Regions from separate parts of the Sus scrofa genome. Here region 1 is linked to region 2. A link is a contact called in public Hi-C data. All regions are on one chromosome and are shown on one strand. The core of a region is the stretch at or near the end of the contact, and the rest is flanking DNA. Distances in the headings are between cores, read along the strand shown. Region 1 holds the start of TBC1D24 (TBC1 domain family member 24). Region 2 holds the start of ATP6V0C (V-type proton ATPase 16 kDa proteolipid subunit).

Region 1 (4,128 bases), core at 1,367-3,866, 34 kb after region 2:
AGGCAAGGAGGGCACGGAGATGAGACTAACAAAACTCCAGCCCTGTTCACAGGGAGAGACAAGCTTCTAAACAGAGCATTTGCTACTGGATAAGCACCTCCCATACAGGCTTTAACTGTGGGATGAGAAGATTACACAAAGACCAATCTTCAAAACAAAAGGAAGTGCACATGGGGGTCATACCACTGGCTACAAAAGAAATGCTAACTGCAAAACCATTGTGAGATTTCTTCATCTTTTTTTTTTTTTTTTTTAACCTGAGTTTGTTCTCCCAGTCTGTATTCCCTAAAAAGGAAAGAACTGGCACACCTGCCTTCAAGGCAATTAAGTAATTGCTTACAAGTGGCTACTATGTGCTGGGGCTGGAATGCGAAGGCTGAGGGAAACCCTCTGCCTCAAGTAGGAAAAACAGCTATATCTACTAAATTACAGGATTTTTGCCCCATGCCATTGCGTAGAAGTGTTCCTGATGGCACTGATGCAAATATATACATATATAAATAAGGAAAAGCACTTCAAAGTGCTTCCACTGGTAGACAGGCTCTTGACAAGGAATAAGCAGCTGGGGAAAGACCTCAACACCAGCATCATAAACACAGCCACATCCACTAGCAGGCCTGTGCATTCCAGGCACACGCTAACCCAACAACCTGTGCCTCTTAGACAACCTCTGGCCTTTACTGTCAGCTCAGCAAGTGTTCAACCAGGAAGCCCACCATCCATCTTTTCCCTTACTGAGTGAAGTCACAAGGCCACCAGCACCCTTGCCGCGACGGGACCTTGACCAGGTGCAGCCTGTCCCTGACCTCCAGCGGTGCTTACTCAAGGCTCAGAGAGCTCAGCGCCCAGGGCCCTGTGGAAATGCTTCTGTTCCCTGGCACTGTGTCCGTTCCAAAGGGGGCACGCACCACACCAGGCTCACACGGCTGGATAGATACCTAGGCAGGCGGGCCGGCTGTCATCCTGGAGCCAGCGGAGGGCCGGGGCGGGCGCTGCTGCAGGTCTTCGAAGGCAGAATGTTATCAGAGAATCTGTTGCAAGTGTTGAGTCCAGAAGCGGATTTCCTTCCCCGCAGAGACGGAAAGCGCCCCAAGGAAGGAGTGACACAGAGACAGCTCTTTCCGACCGCCGCCACGCCCGGAGCCGGTCGGCGCGCGGACACAGCCTGGTGGGGGGCGCTGGCTCTGCCCCCGGGGGGATGTCCGGCGGGGCGGGGTCGAGATCAGCCCCGGCCCCACGTCCCGCCCAGGCCGGCGCTCGGTCCGCGGGGAGCTGGCAACGCCAGGCAGACGGCTTCGGGCCCCGGATGCGCGGGCCCCAGACCCCGGACCCGCGCGCCGGCCGCCCCGCCGCGCGCCGGGTCTCGGACAGAGGCCCCGCAGCCAGGCCCCCACGTCCCCTCCCTCAGCACACCGGGGCCGCGATGACAGCCCCCCACCCGGCCCCGCCGCCCCCGCGGTCTCCGCGCCGGGCCGTCTCGCTTCCGCCCGCCCGGCCGCGCGCCCACCTCCGCCCACCCGCGCCGGCCGCGCACCCACCTCCGCCCGCCGCGCCGCTTTCTCCTCAGCTTGCCGAGAGATCGAGCGCCCGCCTTTCTGCGCACGCGCGCACGCGGCCCCGCCCCAGCCGAGACGCGCCGCCAGCTGCCCACCCGGGGCGCCCGCTGGTCTCCGCTGCATCGGGCTCTGGGCATGCGCGCTGACGCCCCGCGGCAAGGCGGCAGGAGCATGCGCCAGCTGTGCGTGGGTCCCAGTGCGAGGAATGCGAGTACGCGCGCTGCCCCCCGCCCGCGGGCGCGAGAGAGTGGACGGGGGCGGGGGGGCTGACCCGCTTAGCAGCCGGCGAGGCGGGAGGCATCTGGGGAGTCTGCAGGGCTGCCCGCGGGAGCCGCTGTCGCTCCGGATCACGCGTAGACTTAGGGACGCGCGTCCGCTTGGGCACGTCGTCCGATCCGGAGCGGGCGAAAGGTGCAGGGGGTCCTCGGGGAGGGACGTGAGAGGCTGAGAGAGACAGCCAGATGGAGACAAGGGACAGGGACACAACAGGCCAAAAAAGAGGTAGAGTCGCAGCAGGGACAGGGACACGGACTCCCAGCAGGCAGAGGTGACAAGCGGGTCAGACGGGAACCAGAGGCCACCATCCTCGTTGGGGGAGGAGTTACAGCGCCCTCTGCTTATCCTCAGAGAGGGTGGGAGAGCCAGTGTCACCGAGCCCCGTGGGGGTCCAGAGGCGTCTGTCGTGGCCACAGTGCCTCTTGGGGAGTCAGAGCGCTCTTTGGCGGAACACAGTCCGTGGAATCACAGCAGCCCTTAGGGTGTTCTCGCTTTCTGTGGGTCCTGGCATCACAAAGGGGTACGTAAATGTTGGGGGTGTCACTTTTAGGAAGGTGGGACTTCTGAGGGACCACGACATCCCAGGGTGGGGTTGGTAAGGCAGCCCTTGGAGTGTTCGCAGAGCCTCTAAGTTCCGGCCCACAGGGGGTTCACGGCCCTCTGGGGGTATCCTTGTGTCCCTTGGAAGCCGCAGGTAGCTCGGGGTGGGGGGGGCGGGCAAGGAGTCGTCTTAATGACAGCTGCCCAAGCAGGCCTCGAAGCCGCTCTTAGGGGCTAGCACATCCCTCTTTGTTGGGACGGGGGTGTCGTTGCGTCTGTCACACTCCTGGGCAGAAGCTCAAGGCACCGAGGGAGGCGCGGGGCAAGGTCGGGGGCTGGTGGGGCAGATGGAGATTCGCGCGACACAAGCAATGACTCCTCGGTAGGCGGATACACTGCAAGAACGTGCGCCTTGATGTGTGGGAACCGCCCCGCCGGCCCCCACCCGGCCAGTGGGGTCAGGCCGTCCCGCAGCGCCCCCGCCGTTCGCGCCGCTGAAGCCTCCGGAGGCGCCGCGTCCACGCATCCCGCCAGGGCAGCACGAGGCTTCCGCGGGCGGCACTGAGACCGGGCCCCCGGCCCCCGGGCCCCCGACTGCGGCCCCCGGCCCGCCCCCCAGCAGCAGGTAGTGGCGGCCCGGCAGTAGGCGCGGGCAGCCGCAGGCTGCGTCCCGAGCCGGCACCCACAGGGCGCTGCTCCCGCGCCGCGCGCGCTCCTCGCCGCTCCGGAACACGGCGAGCACGGCCACCGGGAAGCGTGTCCAGGAGCCGCGCGCCTCGCCGCGCGCGCCCACAGCCACCTGCACCGCTGCGAGGGAGGTGAAAGGGGCGGGGTCAGGCGAAGCGGGGCGGGGCCGGGCCGCGCAGAGGAGCACCCGGCGCGGCGCCCGCGAGGGTCGGAGGGGGTGGCGGAGAAGCACCGAGAGGCCAAGGGGGCTGACGGGGCGGGGGCCGGAGACAGCGGAGGATCTGAGGGGTGGGGGATGGCCTCGGGACCCAGCGAGGGTCAGGACGCCCCACAAGGAAAGTAGGGCAAGGTGAGGAGGCTGGGGGCAGGAGGCCTGCGGGCGGCCTACCATAGTCCTTCCTGCAGAACTTCTTCAGGCTGATGCGGTAGCTACCACGGGCGGGTTTGCAGTGCAAGTCACAGTCTGGGAGGAGGGTGCGGGAGGAGGTTGGCACAGATGCCCATCTCTTTCCCTCACCCTCTCTTCCTCCCCTCCTGGAATCCATAGCCCCCTCCCCGCATGGACCTGCCCCTCTGGGACCTCCACTCACCTTGGGGCTCCACGGGGTTGCTCTCCTCAGTCGGTCCAGGGACAGGGGTCTCTGTGGGGGATGGGATAATGGCCTGCATTTGAGCGGGCCGGGGGCGGGGGTGGGGTCTGCAGGACCCAGGGGACAGGCAGACAGCAGCATGGAGCTGGGGGTGCCCTGGGCTGAGGTGTTCTAAGCAGGGCAGTGCCACTCACTAACGCAGGGTGCTACTGGAGAGCGGCTCTGCTGGAAGCCAGGGGCACAGCGGTTGCAGGTAAGGCCAGTGACGCCGTCCTTGCAGGGACACTGGCCTGTGGTCTGGTTGCAGGTTTTGCCAGCAGCACCAACAGGGTGACAGTCACAGGCTGAGGATAGAAGTGGGATGGTCAGAAGCCCATCTGGGGATGTGGAAAAGTGGAGGGCGAGGGTGTGTGGGTGGCTGATGGCAGGCTCACCCCTGCAAGCACGGCGGTCACTCAGGGCACGGCCCGGGTCTCGAT
Region 2 (3,679 bases), core at 72-2,571:
CTGCCTGGCCCAGTGCCCTTCTCCCACACTGGCCAATTTGCACAGAATCTGACACCCCCAGGACTGCGAAGACTCGGCTTCAAAACCAGGGGACCATCAAGAAGCCTGGAAGGCCCCTCAGCATTCCGAAGGCAGCCCCTCCCAGTTCCAGGCCTCAGGGAAGGGGAGAAAGGTCATTCATTCATTCGGGCCTGAGCAGTTCCTTCTCTGGAAACGACCCAATCCCCTCAACGCTGAGGCTCCACGCCACCTCGCCCACTCAGACGAGTGTCCACACACACGCACAGTGCTGGCACTGGCCTGCCCCCCAGACATCCGTGATGCCCCCTCTGCCTGTATGACCCCCGCCCCCCACAGCCCCCAATTCCACTCCCACTCCCAGGTCTCTGCCGGCTCTTAAGACCAACCCCTCAGCCAGGCTTCCCTAACCAACCAACCCACGCAGCCTTCAGTATTGGGAAACACCGACATGCCCTAACCGGAAGCACCAGCCTGGGTGCAGACCCACCTGACCCCTGCCGGGAGGCGGGGGGGCGGGGAGCAGGCCTCCACAGGGCGAGGGCTGTGCACTTGGCGGGGAATGCCAGGGCTGGATCCCCCACCGCCCACGGACGGGGGGTCGGCTCCGCGTCGGGGGAGCTCTACTAGGTGTGATGTCACACCTGCCCGCAGGATTTGGGGCGGGGGAGCGGGTGCAGAGCAGGCGCAGGACCGCGCGCCCCCACCCCAGCCTTGCCCCCGCCTCTCCAGGGGCTAAGATGGCAGCGGCGCCGCCGCCCCACCCCCGCACCGATACCGCCAGCTGGCCGGGCTGCGGTCCCGGGACCCCGGGAGACCCTAGGACCCGGACTGGGAACCAGCTCGCACGCCCTGCGCTCCAGACACCTTACGGCTCCCTGCGGCCCCGACCCCCGCCCGCAGTCACGTGAGGCCCGGGACCCCCTAACGGCTCGAAATTACGTCACACTGACGTCACATGCCGAACCCCGGGCGAGGAGCGGGCACAAGCCTCGCGCGCCCCCACCCCCCGGGTCCCTCCTGCCACGGCGCTCACCGCTGAAGACCATGGCGGCCGAGGCGCCCATGACCGCGAAAAAGGCGGCGTACTCGGGGCCGCTCTTGGCCTCGGACATGTCTGCGGGTGGGGAGGGGGCGAGCTCAGCAGGTCGAGGCGGGGACGAGGCCGGGCCGGGCGCGGCAGGCTGCGAGGTGCGCGAAGCGAGCGCTGAAGCGGCTGCGAAGGGGATCCGGCCCGTCAGCCGCTGCGCTCTAAATACCAGCACCGCAGAACAAAATGGCGGCCGCTGCCGCGTCACATGACTCGGGCCCCGCCCCTGCGGACCGTACCACTTCGCGCTGGTGGGGGGGCGTCATGGCCCGGGGGGCGCCCTAGAGGCCCGCTGGCCACCCCCGCACTGTGCTGTCACCCCGCCGGCCCGGACCCGAGCGCTCCGCCCTACCTCGGCCTTCCCAGGTGCGCTGTCCGGCAAGGTCGGCCTCTGGAACCCCGCGGCGTTGGGCCAGTCCGGTCCCTGGGCCGGGGCGGGACAGTGGCGCGCCTCGTTAGCATATAGGGCGGTGCTCGTGGTGCCCCGCCTCCTCTGCGGCTGCGCTATCCAGGATTCGGTTCCGACCGAAGCTTTTCTTTGCGTTCTCTGTGTGGAGCCCGGCCACGGCGTTCTCTCGGCCCAGCCCCCAGAAACCCAAGACTGCGGTCTACCTCGCACGTGCTCATACCTCCTGGGGCGATCCGAGGGTCCGAGCAGGCGGAGCCAAATCCTGTGAACCGGGCGCCGGCCTCTTCGGCAGCCCCCAGGGAAGCCTCTGCCACCCTGCTGTCTGGTTGGTCTCTGGCCCGAGCCTTCCTGTGTTCCCGGTTCGGGTCTCCCCAACCCTTAGACGCCGTCCTCCGTCTGCTCCAGACCTACCAGTCCCCAACCTGGCAATCGGTGATTGCTACCCTGGCTTCCATAGACAAGGAGCCCCTTTACCCGCCTCTGTTCCCTCTTTTGTATCAAGGACCCAGACTGCAGCTGAGGAGCGGGGTTGTCTCTGCCCTTCAAAATGTAGGCATGACTGGTTTGGCGCCCTGTCGGTGTTGCGACCTGAGAAGTCTTCCCCAAATTTCTACATCTTGGGTCCTTGTTCTGCCTGTCCCACACAAGTCCCGCACATGCAGGGTTGCCCTTATTTCTGGGGCAGCAGTAAAAGGTTTCCTCTCAGCCCAGCAGGCAGCCTGGCCTGGGACTGGCACTGCCCGGATGATCCCATGTGGCCCTCCTGGCACCCCAACTAGCTGCCTTATCTCTACCCACCAGTTCTGGATCCCTTTGCCCTTTGTTCCCTCCATTTCAGGCACCCTGGGTGGCTGCCATCTGGTCCTGGGTCTCCCTTGAGCTCCAAGCCCTTGTTCCGACACAGAAGCACTCTCCGCCAGTGACCCAGGTGGTAGCTGTCATCAGCCTTCTCCATGTGGGTGGTGGGGTCACCTCCGCCGGCCTGGTCCTCCCGATGGAATCTCAGACCCGCTTTCAGACCCTTCTTGGTGAGTCTGGGTCTGCCCCTGCCCCTGCCCCCAAACGTGCAGCCCTTGGAGGGCTGTGTCCGTCCTGTCCCAAAAGAGAGGAGGTCACCATTCTGCTAGAGCCCTCCACGCCGCCCTCTGCCTTTGTCTTCCTCGCCCTGACTCTGACTTCTGGAAAGAGGAATCTTCATTCAGTGTCCTCAGCTCCTTGTCCTTGCCAAGGGGGATGGCGACTGCCATTTCTCTAAACCGAGGAACGTGGCTCAGGCTTTCTGAATGGCCCCCTCTGCTGCCACGGCCTGCTGTCCACCACACCACACCGCCACTCTCTCCAAGTTCACCTGCATGTGCCCCGATGCCCTCGTTCCTTCCTGGAGTCACAGGAGCAAGGGCAGTGGCCTCCTCAGCTTCCCTGCAGGTCCCAGGTTTCCGTGACTCCCTCTGCTGGGCCCTGCCCCTGGGTGATCACCTGCACCTTTCCAGACCTGAAGCCCTCTGGGCGAGCAAATGCCCAAGTGCCTAGGCCAGGCCCAGCCCCCATAACTCCCAGGCACTAAGGGTCCAGGGTCAGGAGAGTCCAGACCAGGGAGCTGCACTGGCTGAGGGGCCAGGGAGGCCACAGACTAAGGAGCGGAGGCGCAGGACAGTCCACCTCGGGATATGGCGCCACCAAAAGCGCAGACCCCAGAGCCCAGGAGGTCGGGGACAGTTCCATCCGCAGGCTTAGAGGGCAGGTGGGCTTGGCTCACCATCCTCTGGCTTTCTCCCTGAGTTCTGGTGTAAGAGGTCACCATGGGTCTCCAGTGGGGACGCCGACAGCTCAAACCAGCACGTCTCAACCTGAGCTCCCCTCCTCCCACATGACCAGCTTCCACTGGGTTCTTTCCATTTCCGGCCAAAGGCACATCCAGCCAGCCAGCTGCTAGCACCAGCAGCCTCCAAGTCACGGCTCCCTCGTCATTACCCACCAGGCCCGGTGCGTCTGCGGCTTCCCGGCTCTCAGGTCTGCCCCCACCCCTCAGGCTGGGCTTCATTTCTGGCCTGCGTCTTCTCACAGCCTCTGACCTGGTCCCCTGCCCAGCCTGCTTCACCCCGTAGCCACGCGACCCTAAAGGGTACGTCTGACAAGCCACTTCCGTTGTGGAGCCCTCAGCA

What was found. A called contact is a pair of places that touch in the nucleus more often than the background predicts.
Region 1: a Hi-C map of skeletal muscle shows a contact between it and region 2, with 5 times the contacts expected there. The contact joins the promoter of TBC1D24 here to the promoter of ATP6V0C in region 2. A contact is called at or near these places in 6 of 47 Hi-C or Micro-C datasets (embryonic fibroblasts, fetal liver, heart right ventricle and 2 more) and 1 of 2 datasets of contacts at active chromatin or transcription factors (alveolar macrophages).

The regions. Positions count from the first base shown.
Region 1 is chr3:39,569,701-39,573,828 of Sscrofa11.1, forward strand. TBC1D24 (TBC1 domain family member 24) reads right to left here and starts at 2,617. Exons shown (of 10, transcript XM_021086761.1): 1 at 1,539-2,617. It overlaps NTN3 (netrin-3), which reads right to left. Exons shown (of 7, transcript XM_021086754.1): 2 at 4,084-4,128; 3 at 3,844-3,993; 4 at 3,650-3,700; 5 at 3,448-3,522; 6 at 2,961-3,179; 7 at 2,730-2,958. The coding sequence ends at 2,831.
Region 2 is chr3:39,537,383-39,541,061 of Sscrofa11.1, forward strand. It overlaps ATP6V0C (V-type proton ATPase 16 kDa proteolipid subunit), which reads right to left and starts at 1,322. Exons shown (of 3, transcript XM_003124744.4): 1 at 1,055-1,322. The coding sequence starts at 1,133.